Regions from separate parts of the Sus scrofa genome. Here region 2 is linked to region 1. The links are chromatin contacts, called in public Hi-C maps. All regions are on one chromosome and are shown on one strand. Each heading gives the region's core, a stretch centred on a gene start, on an enhancer-like site or on the middle of the called end of the contact. The rest is flanking DNA. Distances are from core to core; before and after follow the strand shown. Region 1 overlaps LOC110257322 (a long non-coding RNA gene). Region 2 overlaps LOC110257280 (a long non-coding RNA gene).

What was found. A called contact is a pair of places that touch in the nucleus more often than the background predicts.
Region 2: a Hi-C map of heart right ventricle shows a contact between it and region 1, with 4 times the contacts expected there. The contact joins two enhancer-like sites. A contact is called at or near these places in 4 of 47 Hi-C or Micro-C datasets (embryonic fibroblasts, heart right ventricle, liver and 1 more) and 1 of 2 datasets of contacts at active chromatin or transcription factors (skeletal muscle).

Annotation. Positions count from the first base shown.
Region 1 is chr16:51,527,405-51,533,817 of Sscrofa11.1, forward strand. LOC110257322 (a long non-coding RNA gene) reads left to right here. Exons shown (of 2, transcript XR_002339784.1): 2 at 179-326. Among named protein-coding and RNA genes, the nearest start is that of NEURL1B, 50 kb to the right of the region's middle. Within about 2 kb of position 3,882, at least 9 of the 83 cell types and tissues checked have an H3K27ac peak or open chromatin away from gene starts, as enhancers often do.
Region 2 is chr16:51,695,512-51,701,924 of Sscrofa11.1, forward strand. LOC110257280 (a long non-coding RNA gene) reads left to right here. Exons shown (of 7, transcript XR_002339688.1): 2 at 1,291-1,630. Among named protein-coding and RNA genes, the nearest start is that of SH3PXD2B, 34 kb to the right of the region's middle. Within about 2 kb of position 2,685, at least 17 of the 83 cell types and tissues checked have an H3K27ac peak or open chromatin away from gene starts, as enhancers often do.

The DNA.
Region 1 (6,413 bases), core at 2,632-5,131:
AGTGACAACACCGGATCCTTAACCTGCTGCGCCCTAGGAGAACTCAATGGCCAGTTCTCTCTTCATGCCCACAATCCAGACCTCTCTTGCATTACAAAACTATAATATTTTTCTTCTAATGGCAATATATATTTCTGATAGAATTTCTTTTTCTTCTTCTTTTTTTTTTTACATGCAGAGAAGCAAAAGAAAATAAAATCACTCATTTCACCACCACCGTCTCTCCATCGAGATGAGCACCATCCACATTTCAGCATATTCCCTCCAGCTATTTTTCTGTGTCCAATTTTCACGTGTGTTTTAATATTCATGAATTGTTTACAGGGTCTGCAACTCTTTTTTCTCCCTTAGTAACCTAGCAATATCGTTCTCATGCTAAGTGTGTTCCAGTGAGATTGAATCCCAGGTCTTGAGCTGTAACGATGGAAGGAGGAGCTCTGACCAGAAACTGTGAGCAAGTGGCCTTGGGGCGTCAGGGCTGCCAGGTACAGAGGCAGGGCTAGAGCCATGTTGCTGTCATTGTTGTGCCCTGTCTAGCCTCCCCGAAGGATGTTCCACTCCACATCCGGCCATCGGGAACATCCGCTGCTTCCACGATGCAGGCTACTCATGCTGGGATTCGCCCTTGCCACCCAAAAGGTGGTTGAGGTGACCCCCTCCAGAGCTTGTCACAAACCCAGACCAGACTTCCTACATCAGCTGGGTAACAATTATCTCAAGTTCTTATGGACCAAATTGTGTCCCCACTCCCTCCCCCATCTCGTATGCTGAAGTTCTAACTCTCAATGTGACTCTGTTGAGAAAAAGGGTCTCTTGGGAGGTAATAAGTATAAATGAGCTCATAAGGGTGGGCCTTCCTCTGATGGGACTGGTGTCCTTTTTTTTTTTTTTTTTTTTTTTTGGTCTTTTAAGGGCCACACTGACAGCATATGGAGGTTCCCAGGCTAGGGGTTGAATCAGAGCTGTAGCTGCACCACAGCCACAGCAACATGGGATCCGAGCCACATCTGTGACCTACATCACAGCTCTCGGCAGTGCCAGATCCTTAATCCACTGAGCGCGGCCAGAGATCGAACCTGCGTCCTCATGGATGCTAGTCAGATTCATTTCCTCTGAGGCACGACAGGAATTCCAGGACTGCTGTCCTTAAAAGAAGAGGAAGAGACATTGGAGGGCCCTCGCTCTGCGTGCGCATGCGCGTGCAAACACACACACACACACACACACACACACACACACGCACACGCACACGCACACGCACACGCACACACACGGAAAGGCCATTCCAGGACAAAGTGAGACAGCGGCAAGAGAGGTCACCAGACTCCACCTTGGACGGTGCCCTCATCTTGGACGTCCAGCTTCCAGAACTCTGAGAAAATAAATTTCTGTTACAAGCCACCTAGTCTGTAGTAGTTTTGTTACAGCCGCTCCAGCAAACTAAAACACACATGTAGGGGAGTCACCTTGATGACCAATGATAGTTTTAGCAGCATTGCCGTTTCTTGTCTATATTTGAGCGCTTTCTCTTTACAATTTAAAAATTTGTGAAATACCTAGAACACAAAGCTTACCATCTTAACCATTTCAGAGTGTACAGTTCAGTAGCATTAAGTGTATTGAGATTTTTGTGCAAATGCTACCATCCACCTCCAGAATGTTTTTCATTTTCCTGAAATGAAACTCTGCATCCATTAAACAATCATCCCTAATCCCCCTCCCCCATCCTGCTTTCTTATTTTGCTTTTTTTTTTTTTTTTTTTTTTTTTTAAGAGCTGCACCTGAGGTATATGGAAGTTCCCAGGCTAGGGGTCGAATCGGAGCCGCAGCTGCCAGCCTACACCACAGCTCACAGCAGTGCTGGATCCTTAACCCACTGAGCGAGGCCAGGGATTGAACCTGCGTCCTCAAGTGTACTAGTCGGGTTCATTGCCGCTCAGCCACAAAGGGAACTCCCTCTATTCTACTTTCTATCTCCATGAATTTGACTACACCAGGGACTTCCATGATGCCTAAGTGGAATCATGAGTTTTTGTCCTTTTGTGACTGGCTTATTTCACTCGGCATAATGACCTGGGGGTTTCGTTTTATTGCATTTTTCTCCCCTTGCTTTATTTTAATGTGCTGACCCAAAGTTGCATGCGTGGGTTGAACAGACCAAGTCCGGTCAGTGGCCTGAGGTGGGGACCAGACTTAGGAAACCACGTACCGTTCTCCCAGCATTGAGGGGTCTGGGGAAGGAATGTGTCCCAGTCCCAGCCCCAGTCCATCCCCACTGTGTCCCCCACCTCAGCGCCAGTCCAATCTCAGTCACAGATGTAACCTCAGCCCAGCCTGTCACCCTAGCACACCCTCCTCAAGCTTGTTCAGATCCACAGAGCCATTCACAGGAGTCTGGTTTCCCAGGTGATCTGGTGACATCCCGAGAGTCTGCTGGGGGGTGGCGGTGGGGGGCAGCAGATCTGTCCAGTGTTTGGACTTGACCTAGCAGTTTCTTTATGCTTTGATCTTTCTGCCTCTCACTAAAGCCACTAGAGGGTGATGGTGCTCCATCTTCTGGAAGGAAACAGCTGCTCCCTCCCCAGGAGGAGCTCAGAAAGCCCCCTTCTCTGGACCTCAGGACTTCCAAGGTCCCTGCCTTATGGTGGAATGGGGAGACGGCGGTCCCAAGGGGCTGGAGCCCTCAGCCAGCATCATACAGCCATCCTCCCTTCTGCCCCCCGTCCAGGCTGCTCCACTGCCCTTTGTCCATCCGTCTGTCCCTTCTCGAGCCAGGCCTGCGGGAGGAAGCCTGCCCAGGAGCCTCCAGCTAGCAAGTCATGGGAACATCTTGAAAGGAGGGAAGCTGGTTGCAGCAGAAGGAAAATGTCTCTGGGGACCCTTGCCCCACCCTGGACTCCTCCTCCAATAGGCTGCTCTGTGCTCAAGCTGCTCTCTTCTGCAGCCAGTGCTAGGCCAATCGCTGGCCACCCTCCAGGGCCTGGCTCTTGGGGTGACCTCCCCAGAGAAGCCGCCCCCAGCACCGGCACCTCCGAGAAGAACAACTCTAGCTGAAACAACTGGGGGTGGGTGGGGGAAGGCAGCAAGGCGGGGCCAGAGGGATGGCCCTGGAGTCGGCTCTAGACTTGCCGGCCTACATCACAGCCACAGCAATGCCAGATCTGAGCCGCGTCTTTGACCTACACTGAAACTCACATCAACACCGGATCCTTAACCCACTGAGCAAGGCCAGGGATAGAACCTGCATCCTCATGGATCCTAGTCTGGTCCATTACCACTGAACCACCACAGGAACTCCCACTTCCCTGCATCTCTGTCCCATGGTGGCATTGGACACCTTCTCCCAGACCCTGTCTCCATCTCTCCATGGTGGGGCGGGTCTCCCTAGGGGATGCCAAGGTGGGTGTGGGCCAGCAAGACTGCGGGGATGGACTGCCGGGCTGCAGGCAGCTCCCTGTTGGGCTCCGCCTGGGGGAGGCCTGGCCCTTCCCACGCCCCTCCTGGAATGCAGGGCTGCTCCGGGGAGTTGAGCAAAAGTGTGACTTTCCCTCTGGAGTCTGAGGTCAGTCAGCCTCCCAGGCCCAGGCCAGCATTCTTGACAGGGAGCCAAAATAAGCAAGGGGCGAGGGGCCTGGGCCAGCCCGAGGCCGGGAGCCCCGCCATCTGATCGCCCCTCGCTTTCATTCCTTGCGGGTAGGAGGTGTGCTGATGCCAGAGATTCCACCCTCGGGGGAGGGAGATGTAGAAACCAAGGTTCTACTCTTTGGGCGACCCTGTGCTGGTCACCCATAGGTGCTGTTAGTGGTGTCACAGGCCCCTCTCCTCGAGGCAGTACAGGGCCTGAAGGGAGGCCCAGGGGACTGCTAGGGGACAGAGGCAGCCCCTGGCCCAGCTGGGTCGGGCAGGAGGGGGAGGAGCGAGGGAAGTGGGACCGCATATGGCTCATCCTGACACCCAAAGTGGTGGCGGGGGAGCGGGGGGGGCAGTGTGCTAACATCTTTTCACCTCAACGATCCAGAAACAGAGGCTCAGAGAGGACCAGTAACTTGCCCCACAGCTCGAACCCCAGGCTTGTCTGTCTTCTGAGCCTGCATTCTCATCCCCTATGTTAGACTCCATCACCCTGGATGCACCTGCTGGAGCTGAGACGCCAGGATGAAGCCTCCTCAGGACCTAGAGAGTTGGCTCTACAGCCCCACCTAGAGGCAGGGAAGTGAGGTGCAGAGAGGGGACCTCCCCATCACACATCCACAGGATGAACGGCACCCCCAGAAGGCACCTTGGGGAGGCTGAGCTTCCCCACTTGCTGGGGTCAGAGTGTGGACGTGAACTCTGGCCTGTCTCGCTGGCTCATAAGCGGTTCCTCCAGACTCCTCAGAGGATGGCTGAAGCCTTTCCTGGGCCCTGAGGAGAGGCAGGGGCTTGGGGGGTGGCTGAGGCTCTCAATTCAGAGAAAAAGGTTTAGATCTGGGCAGGTCAGAGCCAGGAAGGGAGGAAGCTTAGGAAAGAGGACCAAAGCACTCTGATGCAGCTGCCCCAGGGGCTTCTGGAAGATTCCTCTGGGTGCATTTAACAGCCAAGGTTGGGGCTCTGTTCCCATAGCTGGATGCCTGGAAAGTTCATGTTTTCCACATCCCCGTGTGGGAGCCAAAACCAGCTTCCAAGATCCAGGAGAGGTGAGCCTGAAGGGAGAGGCAGATTCCCTGTCCCTGGAATTGGACTAATAGATATTACATAAGTCGAGGACCCTGCTTGATGGCTTTTGTCTCCTTGCTCTTCTAGGTGCCAAGTCTGGACCCCTCCCCTCATCTTCTCTCCCCTCCCACTCTTCCTTCTTTTCCTCCTCTTTCCTCTATCCACTCCTCCTCCTCCCCATCCAGATAATTTCTTCACAGACAAACTGTGATGCTGGAGAAGGAGTCAGACCTGGTTCACACCCTGGGCTCCACAGCTCACAAGCTGTGTGATTCGGGCAGGTCACTTCCCTCTCTGAGCCTCTCTTCCCTTTTCTGTAAAGCGGGATAACACCCGCCTGAATGCCTGTTTGCAGGGTCAATGAAAATACAAGTGCATAAGTTCCAGGCCCATTTGCCCTTGGAAAATCACTAGGTCTAGATTATGGGAAATAATTCCAGAAAGAAAGAGAAGCAATCCTTTTGGCTTTGAGAGGCCATACACCGTAGGATAAAGTTACTTAATCTCTCTGAGTCTTGGGTTTTCTCGCTACAAATGGAACTAATGATGGGATCTACCACAAAAGCTGAGGTTTCAAAATGAGGATTTAATAGATGATCTTAGCACATAGTAAGTGGTCATTAAATGATTTGCTGTTTGTTATTATTATTATTATTATTATTATTGATTGTTTTTTCCCGTGGGAAGCCAGGGAATGAGGGAAAGAGAATTCTCCACATATATGCTGGGCCAAAACTCCTCTGAGTCTAGCCGCATGAGGGGTGCTGAGGATCAGGGCACAGGCTTTGTACACTGAAGCAATACACAAGAGATATGTGTATGAGGTGCCAGGGAGCATGGCCCAGGCATTAGTAAGAGCCTGAACATCGTGAGAAAGAAGGATGCCCAAATTACATCACTAAATGATCCAGAGCCTTTATGCCTTGGATTCAATTTGTCAACCTCAGAACCACAATGGTCTAAACATGTTTGTTTTGGGGTCTGCCTTCCTTTTCCAGATTAGTCGATTCTAGAGGGTAAGGGCTGTGTCATACCTGGTTTTGAATCAGGTGTAGGTATGTGAAAGAGACTGGCTCAGGGATTGAACTTTTCTTCTGTGGAGTCAAAGCAAAGACAGACAGCCCTGGAAGTTTTCCTGAAACTTTAAAAAAATCTTATTAAGCTGGCACGATGTGAGTTAGGAGCCACTGGAGGCCATCCTGATTGCTAAGGGAGAGCTTGTCCAAGAGTGATGTCAACCTTGAGGAAAGTGGAACTGAGAGACAGAGGCAAATGCCTAATAATATCATGTGAGCACCTGGATCCAGCCATTCCTGAAGCCAGTCATGACCTGTTTGGTTGTGTGGGTTGTTACTTAGGTTAGGTTTTTCTTTAGTTGGGTTTTTGTCTTTATAACCAAAAGAGCCAAGATAAAGTTGGTCTTTCCCCCCTGCTTTCTTACAAAAGTCTTAAGTCATCAGAGGGCACCTATGAAAATACCTCCTGGCCCAGTAGTAGTGGGTAATATCATGGGAAACACACCAAGAAGGAGAGAAAGAAGCCTAGGTTCTGGGGCAGACTCTGCCTCTCACTGAGACCTAGGAGAAAGGGTGAAAAATGTGCCCCCCGGAGATTTTGCCTTTACTTCGGAGCAATCTTACTACCTTGGAAGAAGCCTGGTTCCCTCTCTGTAAAATGAGGAAACAAACATTATTGTGAAAATTCATGGAGAGAATGTG
Region 2 (6,413 bases), core at 1,435-3,934, 170 kb after region 1:
CTCTCTGAAGTCTTGAAGGAAAGACTAGAGGGCTTCCTGGTGGAGGCCATGGAATGGGAGGGGTCAGGTGGAGGAGGAGGAGGCCAGCAGTGAGCCATTGCACATTGGGGCGGGGACGGGACGGCCACTCCCCTGGACTTGGTTTTGTGATGATTTGTATGGGAATAAACATACCTAAGCTCTGAAAAAAAAAGGAATCATATTTGATAGTTTGTGGTGTATCTCTCCAATTTATTTAGATAAATACAAGAACATATTCTTAAACTCTTCTTATACAAAGTAGAACATCTATGTCGTGCTGCCAACACTTTGTTCTTTTCAACCTACAATTCATCTTGAAGATTTTTCTGTATCCACAGACAGAGAATCTCCTGACTTTATCCCACTGTCTGGAGGTATCAGAATGTATCTGACCAGTGCCTATTAAGGGAATTTTAGGTTGAACTGAAGCCCAGAGAGGGGAAGGTACTTGCCCAAGGTCACATAGCCAGGAATTGGAAGGAATGGATTGTTCCTAGGTCTTCCCTTTCTTTCTTTTTCTTTTTTTTTTCCTAGAGAACTTAGGTGTGAGAACTACATCTCTTTGGGAAACACAGTTTAGAGAAGAGTTGTAAAATATCCTGGCTCCACAGGAAGAGGCCTATTCACTGATTCCCTTGGCTCAGGAAGCTGGCCCCAGGCACTGGGAAATGTCTGGAGAAGAACGAGACCCTGGATCCCAGCATTAGCTGGGTGGTCCAGAATGTTGTTGGTCCTGGAGAGGCTGCCTGGGCTCCAGTTCTGGCCCTGCCACCAAGCTGGTATATGACATTTATCGTAAGACTTAATCTCTCTGAGCCTCAGCTTCCCCATCTGTAAAATAGGGATGATAATTGTATTGGTCATGGTTCTTCAAGAAAGGAGAACCAGAGTTATAAATATATATAATGTTCTTACATACATGATATATATATATAATATTCTTATATACATGCCATATATATATGTATGTATGTATGTGTACATAAGAGGAATTTACTTTATGGAATTGGCTCATTTGATTTGGGAGCTGGTAAGTCCAATCTGTAAGGAAGGCCAACAGGTTGGAAACTCAGGCAGGATTTTCTGTAGAGTCTTGAGGCAGAATTCCTGCTTTGAGAAACCTTGGTTTTTGCTCTTAAGGCCCTCAACTGGTTAGATGAGGCCCACCTGCAGTAGGGAGGGTACTCTTTTCTTAAAGTCAACCTATTGTAGGTTGACTCATCTACAGAATACCTTCATAGCAACATCTAGTTAATGTTTGCCCAACAGGTGAACGTCACAGCCTGGTCAAGTGGACACACGAAAGTAACCATGCCAGCTGTCATAGCCGACGTGAGAGAAAGTGTAAGACTTCTCCCCATGTGTGAGACTTGATGGAGCAAATGCTAAACAAGTGTTAGCTGTTGGTATTGTGAGCTGGACCCCTGTGGGGATTTCCATGGTGGAAGTTGCGTGGGAACAGTTGGCGTGAGACTCCTGGAGCCAGGCCTTGGGGACCCAGATCATGCAGCCACTATGACCAGCAACTATGGAGAAAGAAACACAGACAATGATAAGACCTTGGAAATGCCTCTGAAGTCAGGATACAGAAGGCCATGGAAGCCCAGGGGTGAGCAAGGGACAGCTCCTTGGGGAAGGTGACATAAGTAATTTGTTTTAAAGGCTAAAGCAGAATTGGCCAAGTGAAGAAAGAAGGGCAGGCAAACGGACAGCAGAATATTCCAGGCAGAGGACCAGCCAGCGCAAAGGCATAGAGATATGAGAAATGGGACCCAGTGTGCGATGGGGTCCCAGCGCTGGGGCTGGGGAAAGAGGTGGCATGTGGTGGGCCAAGCCAAGGGGTCAGCCTTCCGCCCCCAGGGACAACACAGGACAACAGGGACAGGACAACACAGAAAAGTGCTCACTCTGTGCTAGGCACTGGGCACGAATTACTTATTTGTACCCTCAAGGCAATTGTAGGAGGTTTTACCATCCATGCTGGGTAATTTGCAAAGTCATACAGCTAGACGAAACGGGCTGAGACTCAGATCTAGACAGATAGCTGGCTCTAGAGCCCACGAAAGGTGACATAGCCATGGGGAGGCTGGGAAGGGCTGGGATGGCTGGGGGAAGGGAGAAGGATGGGTTTGTTGCATTTGGGGCAACAGGGACTGCCGAGTGGACATCAGAGAAGTTAGAGCCAGAAATGCTAGAGATGAGAATTCAGACCCACCATCCAGGGCGAGGGGGAGAGAAGCCTGCTTCACCCTCAGCAGTGTTCAAAAGCATGTACCGAGCCAGGTGCTTTTGCATCCCTTGAACTCCTCCTCCAAGCCCTGCAAAGAGGCTCTAGTCATCTTCCTTTCAGGACCAGGAGACTGAGGCCCTGGGCTCGGCCACCCCTCACTGTGCAGGCAGCTGGGATACAGAGGCCCCTGGGCTGAGCGCATTGCCACCCTGAGGAGGATCGGGGTTTCCTAGCTGGGATGGTCTAGGAAATGGCTCCCTGGTTGGTGATTGACAGTGTCTGCCTCATAGAGGTTCAGAGAGGTCACGTATTTGCCCCAAATCACACAGCTGATAAATGACAACTGGGATTTGAACTGAACTCTGTCCAGTGTCGCAGAGCACAGGAGCCCTGAACTCAGCTGCTTCCCTGGAATCTCTCTCCACTCCTCGCCATTGCACTAAAGCCACCCATCCACTCAACACCACGGGCTCATCCTGTCACCCTGCCCCCAGCGTGGGCCTCTGCTGCCCCACCTCCCACTACAGCTGCTCTCAGGCTCCCTCACCGCAGTCCAATGTCCAAAACTCCGATTCCTGTTTTCATCTGTCATTCCTTCCAGATTCTCTGCACTCTAGCCCTTCCTCCCCCACCCTGTTTTCCCCAGAGGCTTCCTAAGCCCCGAAGGCCACAGAGGCTGCATGACATCATCTGTGCTCTGGACCTCACGGGGCCCAATTATCAGGCTATAAGTGGAAACGCCCTACACTTTCCCACAGGAAAGCGCCCTCCCTCCCTCCGGACCCTGCATGCTTCTGGGGATCCTGACAGAGTCCATGGGCTCCTGCCGGAAGGAAAGTGAGCCCTTTCCCTATGGGCTTGTCATTCAGGTGTCTTTTTAATCCACTGTAGACCCTTTAGCTCTTCCAACGTGGGCACAGGGTGGCTTTCGGTAGAAGGGAGGCAGCACCACGGGATCCTTAAAACCAGCAGTTTGGGAGTCTGATCGACCTGTATTCATACCTGGCTCCTCCCCTTTCCACCTGTCAGAACTTGGACGGGTAGCTTTAGGGTTCTGGGGTCTATTGTCTCACTTTCAGGTTGGGAACAATGACAGACATCACCTCATTAAATCCTTGTAACAGTCCTTTGAGCTACCAGCAACGTCCCCACTTTAGAGATGAGTAACCAGGCTCAGAGAAAGTTAGGCACTTGCCCTCGGCCACAGGCTAGAAAATGGTGGAGCCAGGGCCGGGATGAAAACCCCTGTCATCACGAGAGCGCTGAACTGCCAAGGAGCTACCTGAAGAGGTGGGATGGCTTTTTCAACCCAGACGTTCTGAATCTGGGAGTTGAGTGAGTTAGGTCGCATGTGAGGAGACACCCAAGTTCCAGAATGGGCTCAGCCCTTGCCATTGGGGGGCCGAGGGAAAGTCCGTTTCTCAGGGCTCAGCTTTCCCAGCTATAAAATGGGGGTAACAGCTCCCACTCCAGAGCTTTCACGAGGATCCCAGGAGGTGATCCGGACCTCCCCCACTCCTCTGTGGCCAGAGTTTAGCACACCTTTAGCTCCCTGCATTTTGCACTAATGGTTTTTTCTTTGAATGGATCAGAAGGTATTACTCAAATAGATTTATTGGAAACTTATTGAAACTCACTTCCTATCACTCCCTTAAAAAGGAAGCCAGGCACACTTGCCATAAATAGAAGTTATTTATACAGTGAATGTAGCAACAAGCAAAAGTGTTAAAGACCCACTTTCACCCGTGGGCCCATCTCAGCTGCACCTCCTGCTCCTTCCTGTCCCGAGGCTGGGTTATCCAATGCCAAGTCAGGAGACCCCCAGGACCTCTTGTCACCTCCCTTCCAGCGCACAGGGGATGTGCTGGCTTGGTACAGAGCAGATTCTCAGAAACCTGCGCCCCTCTCTGTGGCCTCACTCCCCCCGAACAGACCTCTCAAGGTAGGAGATTTATTGGCCCCAGGCTGAGCACCTGCAGCTGGTCTCCTGCCAATGGTTGGAGATGGGATACCAGCAGGAGCACTGGGCACGGAGTGGGTGCGTCCTTGTGGATTTCTGGCCTGACACATGCGCAGAGAAGGCCCTCAGTCTAGGGGAAGGACAAAAGCAGGGAGAAGACACCAGCTGGAATCCATCTGGGCTGACTGACGCGTGCCCACTCCAGGACCAAATACGGAAATGATTGGCCAGGAAAACTGCCACTATGTAAGCAACCTAAGCTGTCCCCACTGCACAAACTCATTCCAAGCTCACCCATGTGTTTTGTACGTGTGCTTTGCTTCTTTTTCACAATCTTGGTCTCTTTGCTGAACTCTTCCCTCAAAGAAGACAAGAACCTAGGTCCTTCTTCCAGATTTTTACCACCAGAATCAATCTCACAGGAGGAAATCGGCCTTCCTGCTCCAAAGTGGCCACAGCAGCAACCTCCAATTACACTCGTATTCCTTCGCCACCATCACTTACTGCCTTAAGAGGGCTGAGGTTGCCTGCTGAGCATGACTCATTGTGGCATGGGGCATAGCAGGCCATGGTGTTGTCCCCAGACACTGTCCTGAGCCTTCTGACACAGGAACTAAATGGCCGCCCTGCGTACCAAGAACCCACTATGGCTCCCTAGTGCCTGGAGGACCTTATCCATGTCTGTCAGCAGCATCCTCACCATTCTCAATCAAGGGGTGTTCTCTGCCACAATCGCCTACATCTGAATCCTCCCTTGGCTGTCCTACAGGCTGAATGCCCTTGGGCAAGGCACTCAACCTCTCTGAGAGCTTGAGGAATATCCACTTCTGTGGCTTGTCTTGGGGACCTAACAGCAGAATGTCCACGGGCAGCATTGTCCCTGCTTCCGAATGGGTCCCTTGGGGCAGCTGAGGTCCCTCAGCCGTCTTAGCATACACTTCTGCAGTCTGCACTGATTTTCCCCTGCCTCTTGCCGGAGGGCTTTTGCAGCATGTCCCCCCTTCTCAGAGTGCTCTTCCTCCATCTACAGGCCCAGGGGCCTCCTCCACGTTCAGCTGTCCGTTCAGGTCACATCGTCGAGGAAGCCTTCCCTGACTGCAGACCGGCTCAGGTCCCTTTCACTGCTTTGGGAGTCCCCCCTCAGAGCACATCCCCAATTATTTGAGCTGCAGCCACATCCCTAGGTTCCATGTGCCCAAGAGCGCTATCTCTTCTGTTGTCCCTGTGGCCCAGCACCTCTTATAGAGCCTGGCACAGGCCAGGAGCTCCACAAAAGGATGCCATTATTAGAACATTAGCATCCACCTGCTTGTAGGGAGGAGCCGGTGCGTTCTCGTCTCCATGCCTTGCTCCTGCTGGTGCCCCTACGGTGCATGTCCGGCTCTTTCCTCTCCCGTGAGATCCCCGCCCCCAGCTGGCACCAGTGACACAGCCTTCCCCCTTTTTGGATCCTCACAGCTGCTTTATGAGGTAGCAGGGCAGATTGTCACATTTTTAGATACCGAAACTGAAGCCCAAGGAGGAACCATGACGTGCCTGAGCTGCTGTGGCTGAGAAGTGGCCAGATCGTGAGGCAACTGGAAACTCAGCCAGGGTTTAGGGGTTCTTCTGTCCCTCTTTCCCCACGATTTCTGGGACTCCGGCACGTGACTCCTCTTCCTGCTCAAGTCATTGCACAGACTGCTCACTGTACTTCATTTCATCGTCATCGCAATCCCCCCAAACTGGTGTCATCATCTATTTTAGAGGTAGGAGAACAGAAGGACCCATAGGCTGGCAACCTGCCCCGTATCACCAAGCTGCTGCGATACAGAGCCTAGATTCAGAGCCAGGTCCAGGAAGCCCTGGCGTGATCCTCCCACCCTTACTCCCCTCGTCCTGCTGCCAGCAGCCTGGTTTCCTGTGGAGGTTACCACCCCGCAACCACGCCCAGGCCAGCGGGGCTACTCATCAAGGTGCCTCCCCATCCCTTGATCCTCCAGCAGAGGGTCTCCATGCGCACGACCATTGCTGATTCATCCCTGGGAGAGTGTGCCTGTTTATTCCTGCCGTCTGGATCCCTGGAGCCCCTGCCCTTTCTGAAGCCTCCAGCTTCTCTGTGGAATCTGGGAGCTGCACCATATTCCTCCAGTACATTCCTTTGCGCTGAAGTTGGACAGTCTGTTTCTGTTGCTTGCAACCAGAAGAACTGACTACTCCTCC